Regions from separate parts of the Mus musculus genome. Here all the other regions are linked to region 3. The links are chromatin contacts, called in public HiChIP or PLAC-seq and promoter capture Hi-C maps. All regions are on one chromosome and are shown on one strand. The core of a region is the stretch at or near the end of the contact, and the rest is flanking DNA. Distances in the headings are between cores, read along the strand shown.

The links. Promoter capture Hi-C pulls out the DNA fragments that hold promoters and counts their contacts. HiChIP or PLAC-seq counts read pairs in DNA pulled down with a chosen protein or histone mark.
Region 1: an H3K27ac HiChIP or PLAC-seq map of stem cell-derived epiblast-like cells shows a contact between it and region 3, with 4 times the contacts expected there. The contact joins the enhancer-like site here to the promoter of Vps50 in region 3. A contact is called at or near these places in 1 of 39 promoter capture datasets (macrophages), 1 of 484 Hi-C or Micro-C datasets (erythroblasts), 4 of 115 datasets of contacts at active chromatin or transcription factors (embryonic stem cells, extraembryonic endoderm stem cells and stem cell-derived epiblast-like cells) and 3 of 9 other capture datasets (adipose tissue, embryonic stem cells and liver).
Region 2: a contact with region 3 is called in a promoter capture Hi-C map of pre-B cells, with 2.4 times the contacts expected there. The contact joins the enhancer-like site here to the promoter of Vps50 in region 3. A contact is called at or near these places in 8 of 39 promoter capture datasets (the C10 cell line, embryonic stem cells, epiblast stem cells and 4 more), 1 of 15 datasets of contacts at CTCF or cohesin (pro-B cells), 10 of 484 Hi-C or Micro-C datasets (B cells, the C10 cell line, the CH12 cell line and 7 more), 5 of 115 datasets of contacts at active chromatin or transcription factors (the 230-238 cell line, the SCID.adh cell line and embryonic stem cells) and 2 of 9 other capture datasets (adipose tissue and pancreatic islet).

What each region holds. Positions count from the first base shown.
Region 1 is chr6:3,557,992-3,562,504 of GRCm38.p6, reverse strand. It overlaps Vps50 (VPS50 EARP/GARPII complex subunit), which reads right to left. Exons shown (of 28, transcript NM_024260.5): 17 at 147-237. It overlaps Gm52885 (predicted gene, 52885), which reads left to right. Exons shown (of 3, transcript NR_168043.1): 3 at 136-372. Among named protein-coding and RNA genes, the nearest start is that of Gm52885, 10 kb to the left of the region's middle. Within about 2 kb of position 2,249, at least 23 of the 459 cell types and tissues checked have an H3K27ac peak or open chromatin away from gene starts, as enhancers often do. A contact at or near this core is called in embryonic stem cells and stem cell-derived epiblast-like cells, where this site is marked.
Region 2 is chr6:3,460,562-3,464,816 of GRCm38.p6, reverse strand. Hepacam2 (HEPACAM family member 2) reads left to right here. Exons shown (of 10, transcript NM_178899.5): 9 at 1,447-1,556. Among named protein-coding and RNA genes, the nearest start is that of Hepacam2, 32 kb to the left of the region's middle. Within about 2 kb of position 1,411, at least 36 of the 459 cell types and tissues checked have an H3K27ac peak or open chromatin away from gene starts, as enhancers often do. A contact at or near this core is called in the 230-238 cell line, the CH12 cell line, adipose tissue and 4 more, where this site is marked.
Region 3 is chr6:3,496,768-3,501,249 of GRCm38.p6, reverse strand. It overlaps Vps50 (VPS50 EARP/GARPII complex subunit), which reads right to left and starts at 2,857. Exons shown (of 28, transcript NM_024260.5): 1 at 2,695-2,857. The coding sequence starts at 2,727. It also overlaps a transcript of Hepacam2 not described here.

The sequences.
Region 1 (4,513 bases), core at 1,000-3,499, 62 kb before region 3:
CTAGGAATGCCTTTCATGGATTGAAGCTTGGCACTGTTCTTTACTTTGGTTGCTTTATAAATGCTCTCACATAAGTTTCTGCTACTAAGACAAAAGCTCAAATAGTAACTAAAAGACACATTTCTTTGTTCACAGGAAAAACTTACATGAAGCTGCAAGATGCTAAAATTTGACTTAACAGGGCAAAGCTCCCATGTCTCATTCTCTAAGAACATTCTCAGTTCATCAAGTCGTATCCTGAGGAAAAGAAAATGAACAGTCGAAAGGAAGAAAGGGGCAGGGAACGCATAAACTCAGGAAACAAAATTATCATCATCATAATCACAACTCATTCAGATTAGCACAATAAACTACACACGCTGGCTTCTGTTAGCTCTCCTATGTTCCTTAAGAAAAAACAAAATATGTCAAATGTTTACTAAGCTAAATATTTTTAACACAGTGTAAAAATGAGGTGAGAAATATAATTATTAAGGACCCGATATAAAACCTGTCACTAACTCATGCACTTAAATTTGTCTTAACTAATCAGGCACCAATGCCAAAATAGAGAAACAACTAGCGGGTTATACAAATACAAGTATTTATTCATTAGTGTATCATAAATATGTCAAGTGTCCGACTACTAAGCAAAAATAGCAAGGTAACCATCATTCTGCACAGCTCTTTGACTTAGTGCCCAGCACCACAATGCACTTAACACTTGGCGGGTCAGCACTTACACTCCAGATACTCCATTAACCGCACACAGTACAGTACACTCAGTCGAGATACTCCAGTAATCGCTCACATCAGACTCTCCACTAACTGCACACAGTACACTCACAGTCAAGATACTCCACTAAAGGCCCACATTAGATTCTCCAGAAACCGCCCACATCAGATACCCAACTAAGGGCCCAGAGTACACTCACACTCTGGATACTCCACTAACTGCCCACATTTCATGGACGTTTTTTATACTACTGGTCTCACTTTATGTCTTAAGTCATCATGACATTATATAGGAAGATGCAGAGAAACAAAACTTTATTTCTATTTGAATAAAAGGCCAGTATTTCATTAGCTGTTGCTACCATGCTAAAACAAAATCTAGACTTTTTAAGAAACCAAGATTTGAAGATGAAGAGAAAACAGATGGACCTAAAAGAGGAACAGCTCTAAATATTGGGATTAACTGAGCAAGGACTACAGCTGATCAATATTCTCAACAAAGTTATAGGCTACAAAATAAACACTTAAAAAATTAGTGGCTATCATATATATATGAATTACAAAAACACTGAGAAAGAATCAAGGACAGAACGGTGAAATTTACTATCTCCATCCCCCTGAAATTTTGTAATACACATAACCAAGCAGTGAACAATACTTTGTACAATGAAAAAAGTTAAGATGATGAACAAAGGAGCTGAAAACATCCCAGATGATGGAAGGATGCTCCATGCCCACGGCTTAAGAGAATTAATATTGTGAAAATGGTCATCCTATCAAAAGTAATTGACAGGTTCAACAGAACCCTATGAAAATTCCAACGAAATTTTTCACAGAAATTGAAACAAATCTTAAATTTCATATGGAAACACAAAAGAGCCAGGAACTGGCTCTGTTGGAGGTATCATCACTACCAACTTCAAGTTATGTATTTCAAATAGTTTCAATGATAACAAAAAGGCCAGACATCATGTTAGATATATGCCTGTAGCTATACCACTCACAAGGCTGAAGCAGAAGAATTATCAATCCTAGGTCCTGCGCTGCCTGAGTAACATAGACTTTATTTGAATAAATACAATCATTTTTAAAGCCAAGAAACAAATAGACACTTGAGAACTGAAAGGAAGATTTCAGTTAAAGCCTGACTGGGAAAAGCTTTAGACATACTTCCGCACAGAAGATATACAAAGAGCTAATAAGCACACATAAAGCTAGCAGCATCTTTATTCATTAAGGAAATGCATATTGAAGCCACAACAAAATACCACTTACATCTACTAGGACAGTTACAAACAAAAAGAGAGAAAGCTAAGCAAGTGCGTGGAAAAGCTAGAAGCCCCATACAATACCACTACAAATGTAAGACAGTGGTGACTAATGGGTTAGAAAACAGTTCCACCGTTTCTCAAAATGTTAAAGTCACCACAGAACCAAATGTTAAACATTGCTACCACAGAAGGAAGCAATTTCTGTCTGCAGGCTAGTTCCCTGCGCAAATCACCACAAACTGAGTGCCTTAAAGCTCTGGCGGCAGGAAGTAAAACATGGCAGCAGTCTGCACTGTTACACACACAGACTGGTGTAGGGGAACCTAGAGAGCTGTTCTTGCTCCAACTGGCCGCAGCACTCCCTGCAGCCTCCTGGCCACAGCACTCCCTGCAGCCTCCTGGCCACAGCACTCCCTGCAGCCTCCTGGCTGCAGCACTCCCTGCCTTGCCCTTCACACTGCTTTTCCACGCAGACAAACTTGTCTTGTGTCTCAGTGAAATCTCTGCCACTGCCTTCCTCTTAACTTGTGATGGTATTTAGTGCCTCCCAGATAATAAGGTGTCTTTGCTATCATGACACATGTTGAAAAAAGGATTGGTGCTGAAGCTTGAACACTTTTTCTGTGTTTATGAAGTACAATTTGGTGGAAAAAAAACAGGCATATAATAGAGCCTGTCTCGAGTAATTTTAGTCAATACAGGTGTGCACACTGGTACTGTTGCTGAGCTGCCTGTCAAGTTAATCTTGCCTTTGAAGGAACTGCTCCCAAGTGGCTTTTGTGAACACTTTCTAAGTGACAACCATTAGAAATGTTATACTCAATAAATAAACTACAAAGGTCTAGGTTTTGGTTTAAACATTAGGGGAAAAATCCGCAACAACCACTTTTTGCTGTTTCACCTGTGATAGTCTTTGTTACATAAAATGTAGCAAGAAGAAAGGATAACTGGGAAAGCAACAGTTATGGAGGCCAGTCCCAGCCACCTCACTTTACAACTGGTCCAGTCACAGCCCTGAGAGGTTGCACAGCTGCCCACTACCTGAGAGTTGGCACACTACAGGGCAAGAACCTGAGCCTCTTCTCTCCAGTTCTGACAACACAGTATAGCCTCATCAAAGAAAAGCAGGCTCTGCACATGCGCCTAAGAAGCCCTGAAACTATGAAGAATTGTGTGGAATTTTGATGGGGATTGCATTGAATCTGTAGATTGTTTTTGGCAAGATGGCCATTTTTACTATATTAGTTCTGCCAATTCATGAGCATGGGAGATCTTTCCATCTTCTAAGGTCTTTAATTTCTTTCTTCAGAGACTTGAAGTTCTTGTCATACAGATCTTTCACTTCCTCAGTTAAGAGTTCCACCAAGATATTTTATATTATTTGTGACTATTGTGAAGGGTGTTGTTTCCCTAATTTCTTTCTCAGCCTGTTTATCCTTTGAGTAGAGGAAGGCTACTGATTTGATTTAATTTTAAATCCAGCCACTTTGCTGAAGTTGTTTATCAGGTATAGGAGTTCTCTGGTGGAATTTCTGGGGTCACTTAAGTATATGATCATATCATCTGCAAATAGTGATATTTTGACTTCTTCCTTTCCAATTTGTATTCCCTTGATCTCCTTTTGTTGTCTAATTGCTCTAGCTAGAACTCCGAGTACTATATTAAATAGATAGGGAGAGAGTGGGCAGCCTTGTCTAGTCCCTGATTTAGGTGGGATTGCTTCAAGTCTCTCTTCATTTAGTTTGATGCTGGCTACTGGTTTGCTGTATACTGCTGTTACTATGTCTAGGTGTGGGCTTGAATTCCTGATCTTTCCAAGACTTTTAACTTGAAGGGGTGCTGAATTTTTAAATGCTTTTTCAGCATCTAATGAAATGATCATGTGGTTTTTTTTTCTTTGAGTTTATTTATAGAGTGCATTTCCATATTCTGAAGCATCCCTGCATCCCTGGCATGAAGCCTACTTGATCGTGGTGAATGATCGTTTTGATGTGTTCTTGGATTCAGTTGGCAAGAATTTTATTGAATATTTTTGCATCAATGATCATAAGGGAGATTGGTCTGAAGTTCTCTTTCTTTGTTGGGTCTTTGTATGGTGTAAGTATAAGCATAATTGTGGCTCCACAGAATGAGCAATTTACAAATTCATTTGGAATTAAAAAAAAAAAAAACCCAGGATAGTGAAAACTATTCTCAACAATAAAAGAACGTCTGGGGAAAATCACCATCCCTGATTTTCCATCCCTGATGGAGGGGAAGGGGAAGGGGGAAGGGGGAGGAAGAAGGGGAAAGGAGAAGGGGAAGGAAGAAGGGGAAGGAAGAAGGGGAGGAAGAAGGGGAAGGAAGAAGGGGAAGGGGGGAGGAAGAAGGGGAAGGAAGAAGGAGAAGAAGGGGAAGGGAGAAGGGGGAAGGGGAAGGAGGAGAGGGGGAGGAAGAAGGGGAAGGGGGAAGGGGAAGGAGGAGAGGGAGAGAAGGGGAAGGGGAAGGAAGAAGGGGAAGGGAGAAGGGGGAAGGGAAAGGAGGAGAGG
Region 2 (4,255 bases), core at 162-2,661, 35 kb after region 3:
AAGCAGACAAGCCTGCCCTTGAGTGGCATGGCAGAAGCAATGCTTGAACTCTGTAACACACAGCAGAACTTGATTTGGAGCCATGCTCATTCTTGAATCAGAAATGTGTGAGAATTCTTCTGACCACCTTAATTGGCCATGTCAGGTGCTTTGGGGATGAGGTGTGAAATCAGAAGGAACAGCCAAAGTAGGAGAGTGAGGGCAGGGATACGTGGGAGAGGAGCTGAGTGAGAAGAAGCCAGAATGCCATTTGCACATGAAGATGGACAGTCCAAGACAATGAGCCTAAGAAGAAAACAACTACCAATAAAAGAAATATTCTCAAAAGTGTCATTAAGAGGAGAAATAAGTTTAATTATTAATTTATTTGCATCTTAAAAATCAAAACAGTCTCTTTGGTTATTGTAGTATGTATAAGATGGATCGTTCTCCCTTTACCTGTTGTGCGCTCTGTTAACCATTTAGCACCTCTCCAGGAGTTGGACAGAGGAAAAATGCATAACATTAACAAATTTGCTGCCATTCAATATTAGATCATATATGTTAGCATACATCTACCATAGCCCCTGACCACCTTCATCCCAAGGAAAATGAAGATGCAGTCTCAATTATAAATTCTGTGGAAATTTCAGCCCAAAATGACTGGAAAAGTCATAGCCTGTGGCCATAATGCTTCCCTTGGGAACTTTAGTAGGAGGAGTGAAAATGGTTTCCAAAACCACATAGCACTAAGGCATCCCAACACAGAAAACATTCCGTAGTGTCACCCCCTTCACTGGGGAGGATGCTGTGTAAACAGGAAGGACTGCAGGTAGATAGAAGAGTGCTTAAAAGAGGGGCGAGTGGAAAGGAAGACCAGACAGACAATAAACTGGAAGGCAGTGTTTGCAGAAAGAAAGAAAATTCAAACTGTGAGGAGCATGAGGAAAGCATAAGTTTCAACAAAGCATGTTATGGTTTTTACACTATATCCTTCTCTTGTTCAGTGAAGCCTGTAGTCCCCAGAGGCATCACCACAGTAAGACCAAAGCATCACCCTTTGCTCCTTTATTCTCCGGAAGTATGATGATGACTTTTGGCTTCATGTTATCCTTTCAGAAAAGCCATACTGACTTGTGTAATGGCTGAAAAGAGCAGTTAAGATACAATGCTTTATATGTGCTTTCTGGTTCTAAACTGTCAAGCTGTTGTTTGTTGCTGTTTTGTTTTAATTCCTCCTTTTGCTACTTTTCTCCCTATTGTTTGGCTGCCCGGTAGTTTGCATATTTTTTCTTAAGTGATGAAATAAGTGGATGGTTTGTCAAGCTACTCCTGGAATAACATAATGTGAGTGCAGGAAGTAGCATTCCAGAGGTCGCGAGCATCTGTTCTCCATCTCTCACACTACTGAGTGTTTCTGGATAATCGAGGGCTAAGCTTTGTCTATTATTGTGCTGTGTTTTCTAGATGTCAAGTAGGTCTTCCCCTGCCTCTGATGGTGTAACAGGGCAAGATATTCACGGAACAATTTATGAAGTCATTCAGCATATCCCAGAACAACAGCAAGAAAATACAGAGTAAGTATGAGTGTGTTTGCTGGGTGCAATGGAGGCTCTCAGACGTCAGCAGCTGCATTTCCGAAAGCTCCAAAAATATTAAAAGAGGAAGCTATAGTTTCAAAATATGTGAAATTCTTCAAGATACATCCTCCTGTGAAACTAGTTTTGAAAAATGAAACAGGCAAGTGTAGAAATACCATGTAGAGCCATGCGCACGGGCAGGTAGGTAGACAAGAGGCAGAACTCTGGAATGACATGTCTGCTGCATATGTTTCTCCTTACCAATGTGTCTCTAAGGAATCCACATCAGGGTGTGAAAGGCTCAATCTGGCCAGTGCTCAAATAGCCTTAATTATCCCCATGACCTTTCAGTGACCATAGCAACTTTATAGCCGCAATGCTCTGTCAGTAATTATAATACCAGGCAAGAAGGCTACCAGGGAAGAATGGCCCAGTCAGCATCAAAGGCCCAACATGTTTGCATTCAAGGCTGACTATTTCCAACTGCATAGGACTGGTCCCTCTGAGAACAAAACCTGTGTTGAGGCCAAAGGCAGCAAACCACTTAGCCAGTTAAGTTCAGGGCTGTTACTAGATCTGCCTCTTCTTTGCCATGGAGAAGCTAAGCCACAGTCTTCAAATAATGAAACCAAGCTCTGTTTTTGTGTGTGTAGCTGCCTGCAGGCCTAACTGCCAAAGTCCCCTTCCACTCCTCCTTTAGCTGTCATTTGTTGACTCTGAGTAGAACATCAATAACCGCTTCTCTTCCGGCAAGTGGAGCAGCCCCAACAAAGTAATCCCTGCTCATTTCTGGGCAAACATTGAAAACAACTGCTTGGCGGAGTCCAGGAGTGCACTGAAAAACCATCTAATGGAGAAAACCAGGGACAATGCTGTGGTTTTATGGCTAAGTATGTGACAAGAAACGCCAGAGAGCCCCATCAGAGAAAACACTCTCAAAGTCAGTGAGAGAAAAAACAATTCCTAGTAGAACCAAGAATTTCTGGTTTGAAATTTTAAAAACGTTTTGGTTTGAAGCAATATATTAAAAGAATTACATAGAGTACAAAAAGGAGACACAATAACATGGTTTTTGAAAAAGAAAACACTAAAGGGACAGCTGGTCTCTTTACTTTCTGGAGCAGGAAGCAGGGGAGTGTTTCTGTCTTCATTTTTTTCTCTTTTCTTCTTTGATCGATACTTATTGATTATGCATAGTTATGGGGTACAAAGTAATATTCTGGCCCAGGTATAGGTTGCACAATCTAGCACTATTTCTGAGACTATGTCTGCTGTGTAAGATTGAATCCAGTGAAAGAAAGAGAGAAAGAGAGAAAGAAAGAGAGAGAGAGAGGGAGAAGAAAGAAAGAAAGAAAGAAAGAGAGAGAGAGAGAGAGAGAGAGAGAAAGAAAGAAAGAAAGAAAGAAAGAAAGAAAGGAAGGAGGAAAGAAAGAAAGAAAGAAAGAAAGAAAGAAAGAAAGGAAGGAAGGAAGAAAGAAAGAAAGAAAGAAAGAAAGAAAGGAAGAAAGAAAGAAAGAAAGAGAGAGAAAGAGAGAGAAAGAAAGAAAGAAAGAAAGAAAGGAAGGAAGGAAGAAAGAAAGAAAGAAAGAAAGAAAGAAAGAAAGAAAGGAAGGAAGGAGGAAAGAAAGAAAGAAAGAAAGGAAGGAAGGAAGGAAGGAAGGAAGGAAGGAAGAAAGAAAGAAAGAAAGAAAGGAAGAAAGAAAGAAAGAGAGAGAAAGAGAGAGAAAGAAAGAAAGAAAGAAAGAAAGAAAGAAAGAAAGGAAGGAAGGAAGGAAGAAAGAAAGAAAGAAAGGAAGGAAGGAAGAAAGAAAGAGAGAGAAAGAGAGAGAAAGAAAGAAAGAAAGAAAGAAAGGAAGGAAGGAAGAAAGAAAGAAAGAAAGAAAGAAAGAAAGAAGGAAAGAAAGGAAGGAAGGAAGAAAGAAAGGAAGAAAGAGAAAAATTATTCTGGAGCTTGGGAAAGTGTTCAATTTAAAAACTACTTACCATGAAAGAGTGAGGACCTGAGTCTGGAATCCCAGAACTCACATAAAAAGCCCCTTAAAGCAGCAAGCACCAGAAACCTCGGCCCTGGGAACCGAGTAGACCAGTCTAGCCAACTAGCAAGCTCCAGTTTAGGGAAACATGTCTCCAACAAACAAACAAACAAACAAACAAACAAATGAGGTGAAAAGCAGTCGAGGAAGATGCCTGGTGATGAGCTTTTCACTTGCAAACACACACACACACACACACACACACACACACATACACACATACACACACATACATACATACACACACACATATACACATATATACACACACACAGACACACATACACACATATACACATATATACACACACATACACACACACACATACATACATACATACACACACACATATACACATATACACACACAGACACACAGACACACATATACACATATATACATACACACATACACACATATACACACACACACAGACACATACATACACACACAGACACACACACACATACATACACACACACATACATACACAAACACATACACACACACACACATACATACACACACACATACATACACACACACAGACACACACACATATACATGCACACACACATACATACACAGACACACACACATACATACACACACACACATACATATATATACACACACACAGACACATACACACAGACTTGCAC
Region 3 (4,482 bases), core at 1,608-4,107:
CAAAGTCTCTACTTAAATATCTAAGCAGCCTTCATATAAAACCGTCTAAAACCCTCTTCCCTGAAATCACTGCTCCTCCAGGGTTCTCCATATCACAAAGTGATAAATCTATTCTTCTAACTACAGGAGCTAAACCAAATTGGGCCACCCTTGACTCTTTACACAACACAGGAGGGAATTTACATCAGGTCCACAATGGCGCAGCCTCCGTGCATGTCCACCACTAGCATCCTGGTGAAGGCCCATTCTCTCTACCACCGGGATCACTGCAGCAGTCTCTGGAGTCTCTATTCTTTTTTTCTCCCTTCTTAAGTATATTACTAAAACGGGCCAAAATGGCCACTCAGAACAAAAGTCAAGGCATGCTCTGACCTGTAAAGTTCAGTGTCACCTGCTTCCTGCCTACGTCCTAACATCATCTCCTAAGGCCATTTCCTTTATTCCCTGTAGTCTGCCTACAGTGGACCGTAATAGTTCCTGAATTTGTTCTTCTGCTGTTATCCACTAATCCAGTTCACCCACTCACTTCTCTCAGGCCTTTGTATTATTTTTGCACTGAAGCTTTCTAGGACCAGCCCATATCTACAGATATAATTGAACTTAAATTACCAAGCCTTCCAGGCCTCCTTATTTCCTTCTCCTCAAACATTTCCCTGAAACATTTCCCTCACCAAGTCTTCCTTAGCACTCACTGTCTATTCTATTCATTGTTGCCTCTCCCAAATCTGCTGGAATAGTGCCTGGCCCACAACACTCAATTCAGTTTGACAAAACTGAATGAACAGAAGCCAGCATAGTGAGGAACGATGAGTCACAGGTCTCATCTACATAAGGCCAGCTAACTAAGGGCACCCATCCCTGTGAACGTTCTGCAAAGAACAATCAAAATGGTGAGCAATCGAGCCACAGAGACAGAGAGACAGAGAGAGAGAGAGAGAGAGAGAGAGAGAGAACCCAAATAAAATTAAATTTTCATAAATCAGAATTTCATCTCTTTAATATACATCAACAGCACAATAATAATATATGTATAAATTGAGCTTTAAACATATATAATTAGGGCCACACATTTGCATAAACCTGTTAACTTTACATTACTATTATTTATACAGTAGTTTCTTGTATACGTTCTAAAGATTTTTTTTCTCCAACTAACTACAGATATAACCTACTATAATTCAGTAAACTGTGTGAGGCTTAAGAATTCACACTTTCTGCAGAGTCAGCATTACATTTACAAACATTATGGATATATTATCACCAGTTCTCTGGAATTCTTTGGAATTTAAGGAGAGCACCAACCTTAGGAAGAAAAAACCCAAATGCAGCAGCCCAAGGTATTTATAAGCTGTATGGCAGACAATGGACTATGCTGCTTAACAGGCAAGACCAAGGAGACAGAACGCAAAACCAGAATGTAGTCATCCAAATCTGAGGGGCTCCTGAGTGTCTGCTCCCTCTCCTCTCACCTCAGGATGGAGCAGCCTCCAAACCTATTCTCAAGTAAGAAGCAGCAAGACGCACAGCGCCAGTGTCCAACAACGTGAAAGGCTGCTAAGTGCCTCTGCCCCCTGCTTGTTTGTTTTATTATTCATAGAAAATTTTTTCCTAGTTTCTCGACTCAAATCAAGAAAAAGAAAAGCATTATGCAAGGATCACGTACGTACTGTCTATAAGAAATTACAAGTGTCTGTCCCACTACTGCTGACACTTTGAATCCTCAAGCAGGACAAGAAGTCTTCTGTTCTCTTGTTAAGAAAAAGAAATTATAAGTGAAGCTTTAAAGAAAGGACTCTACCAACATTTCTAAGCCACAATGATTTTAAAACTCATCTAAATTGCACTTCTTTCTTATTAAAACAAAGAAAAATTCTAATTATGTTTCAGTAGCTAAAAATGCTACAGTCAAAACAAAGGTTTCTGAAATAAAATGATCAATAAATACCTAAAAAAAACATACATTTCTTCAACTCCTCGAAGGAAGTTGAGACACAGTATTAGGAAGCTCTAACATATGTGAGACAAGATATAGTACCAGTCTTATTCCTGAATTATCATTCTGAAAAAAAAAATTCTTTGTCAGAATTTTATTTTTTAAGTAGCAATACACAAAGAATGCTGACATATACTAGCTTACTGGTGACTTACAATGCGATACTTTGAGATGGGAGGGGGATAGAAAAGGAATTGTCATTCCCATGTTTAAATCCAAAAACACAGCTACAAGTTTGGAGAGTTACTGCCAATCCACAACACTACCAATGTTGGCTACAAACAGCCCTTTGCCTTCACCCTTGCTCTTTCGAGTTTTCTCTACTGCACAGACCCCACCTCACTTTCCAGGGCACCTACTGGCAAACGACCACCAGTGAGGACGAGGGGGACGCTGCAAAGCAGCTAAGGCTGTCCTGGAAAGGAAACTAAAGCAAAGGAGAAGGTACAAAGACAGCCCAGCTCCCTGATTGGCTTTGTCTAAACGAAATGTTTGTAGGAAGACACTTCTTTCAAGGAGTCGAGGTCGGATCTAGGAGGCTCAGTTGAGATTTCCAGTGTACTACTTAGCTGCCCAACACCCCTGAGCCCCGCCACCCACTATAACTTAAGCCTACGCCCGCCGCCACCAAGGAACTGGGCGTCTCGGCGCCTCTCACAGCCGGGAGCGGGAAGCTCTTTAGTTCAGAAAACAGAACTCACCTGCCGGGTCATGAGAGATTTGATTTTTTGCATGTCGAAGTCGAGAGACAATTACCCTGCCTCGGAGAAGTAACAAATCACATAATCCCACCAGACAGCCGGCTACAACACAGGGAAGCCATAGTGAGTCGTCACGTGGAGCTGCCCGCCTGGGTCAGCCTTCCTTTCCCCGAGCATGACGGGAAATGTAGTTTTCCGGCTGCAATCAAAGGAGGAGGCCAACTTCAGTACTACATTTCCCAAGAAGCAGTCGCTTCAATGAACTGGGACTCCTTCTGTTCCAGAGCCACTACCTGGACTTGGAAGAGCGTTGGGCGAGGCGAATACCTATGACTTAGGTAGTCTGGCCACTGAACTAAACAACTCTGAAGCGTCTGTAGATAGTCCACTTTGACAAGATGCCCTCTAGGAGTGCAAGAGAAAGCACACCTGGGCTAGAGAGGCGAGGAAAGAGACTGATTGACCTCCATAAAGAGCACTTGGAAAGGTGACTTAAGACAAGGAATTTCCCAGTGGCTCTGGGTGTGCCCTGAGGAAAGTGGGAGGCAGGACCCCTAAGATACTGATGGCCAGCCGTAGGTTCTTCTTCATTCTTGGCATTTCCTGAAAACGCTCTAGAAAAATCAAAGGATTTCGTCTACCCCACCTATCATTTTTCTACCTGCTTTAGCAAAGGCAAGTCGAGGCAGATGTCAGTAAGTATGAGGGCACTTGTCACTTTAAAGCCCTGATCTTGTTATTAGTAGTATAAAGGAGAAAGTAACGGGGTAACTTTGCTGTGGGGGGCAGCAAACCCAGAGCTAATAACAATAGGTAACAATGAAAACTTACGAATTGGGAGAAATTTTGTTAATGGCTTCATGTGTATGACCTTATGCATTTATCTACATGAGCATCTTTTCCTTGTTTTGTTTTGTTTTTGTACTACAATTTTTCATACAATATGTTCTGATCAGGTCTCCCCTCCCCCAACTCATCCTAGATCTGCCCCTACCGCCACACTTGCTTCCACGCACCTTCTTTCTTTCTCCCTCTAGAAAACAAAACATGCAAACAAACAAACAAAAAGATTGAAAAGGAAAGAAAGAAAAACACAAGAAACACACCCGCAAGCTCGTATGCATGAACATCTTCTGGAGTTACCATCATCTTCATGTTAAAAAATGGTGAAACAGGCATGGAGAAGTTAAGATACTTACCTAAGATTGTTAGACGTATAAACTGATGACTTAAATGCTTAAAGGTTCCCGGTATTATGCTGAGGAGTGACTCCTAAATCAGGACACCAGTGCCTTTTAACTACATTAGTTTAACGTATTATAAAAACTAATAACTAATGTTTTTATTATAAAAGCAAAGCATAAACTTGACTGTATGGAGGGTTGGACACTAGCTCAGAAATCGCCTATGCAGTTGCCTCCTCTAGTGGCTGGCTTTTCCTGCAGATGCACTTCTCTTTGGGAGCAATGTAATTACAAAGTTAGTTCACCTTAGATACAACCATTCATGTAATCTTGAGGATTTCCCCCAATTGATTCTCCTAGTGTAAATAATTCTACAGATATGAAGGGGTCTGTATTAAAGATTACAGCTGCTTGAAATGCTTGTAGTAGATGCTTGCTCACTGTGTACAACAAAACCAGCCCAATAATGTAAATGAACAGTAAACCATGTGTGATTGGCAAGACCAGAAAGCAGTCCTGCCCTCATCACCCACACACTTTCAGTGACTCCTTATATTAATGTAATCGTTATGCACAGAAATGGTTTTAGTGCATTCATTTTAAT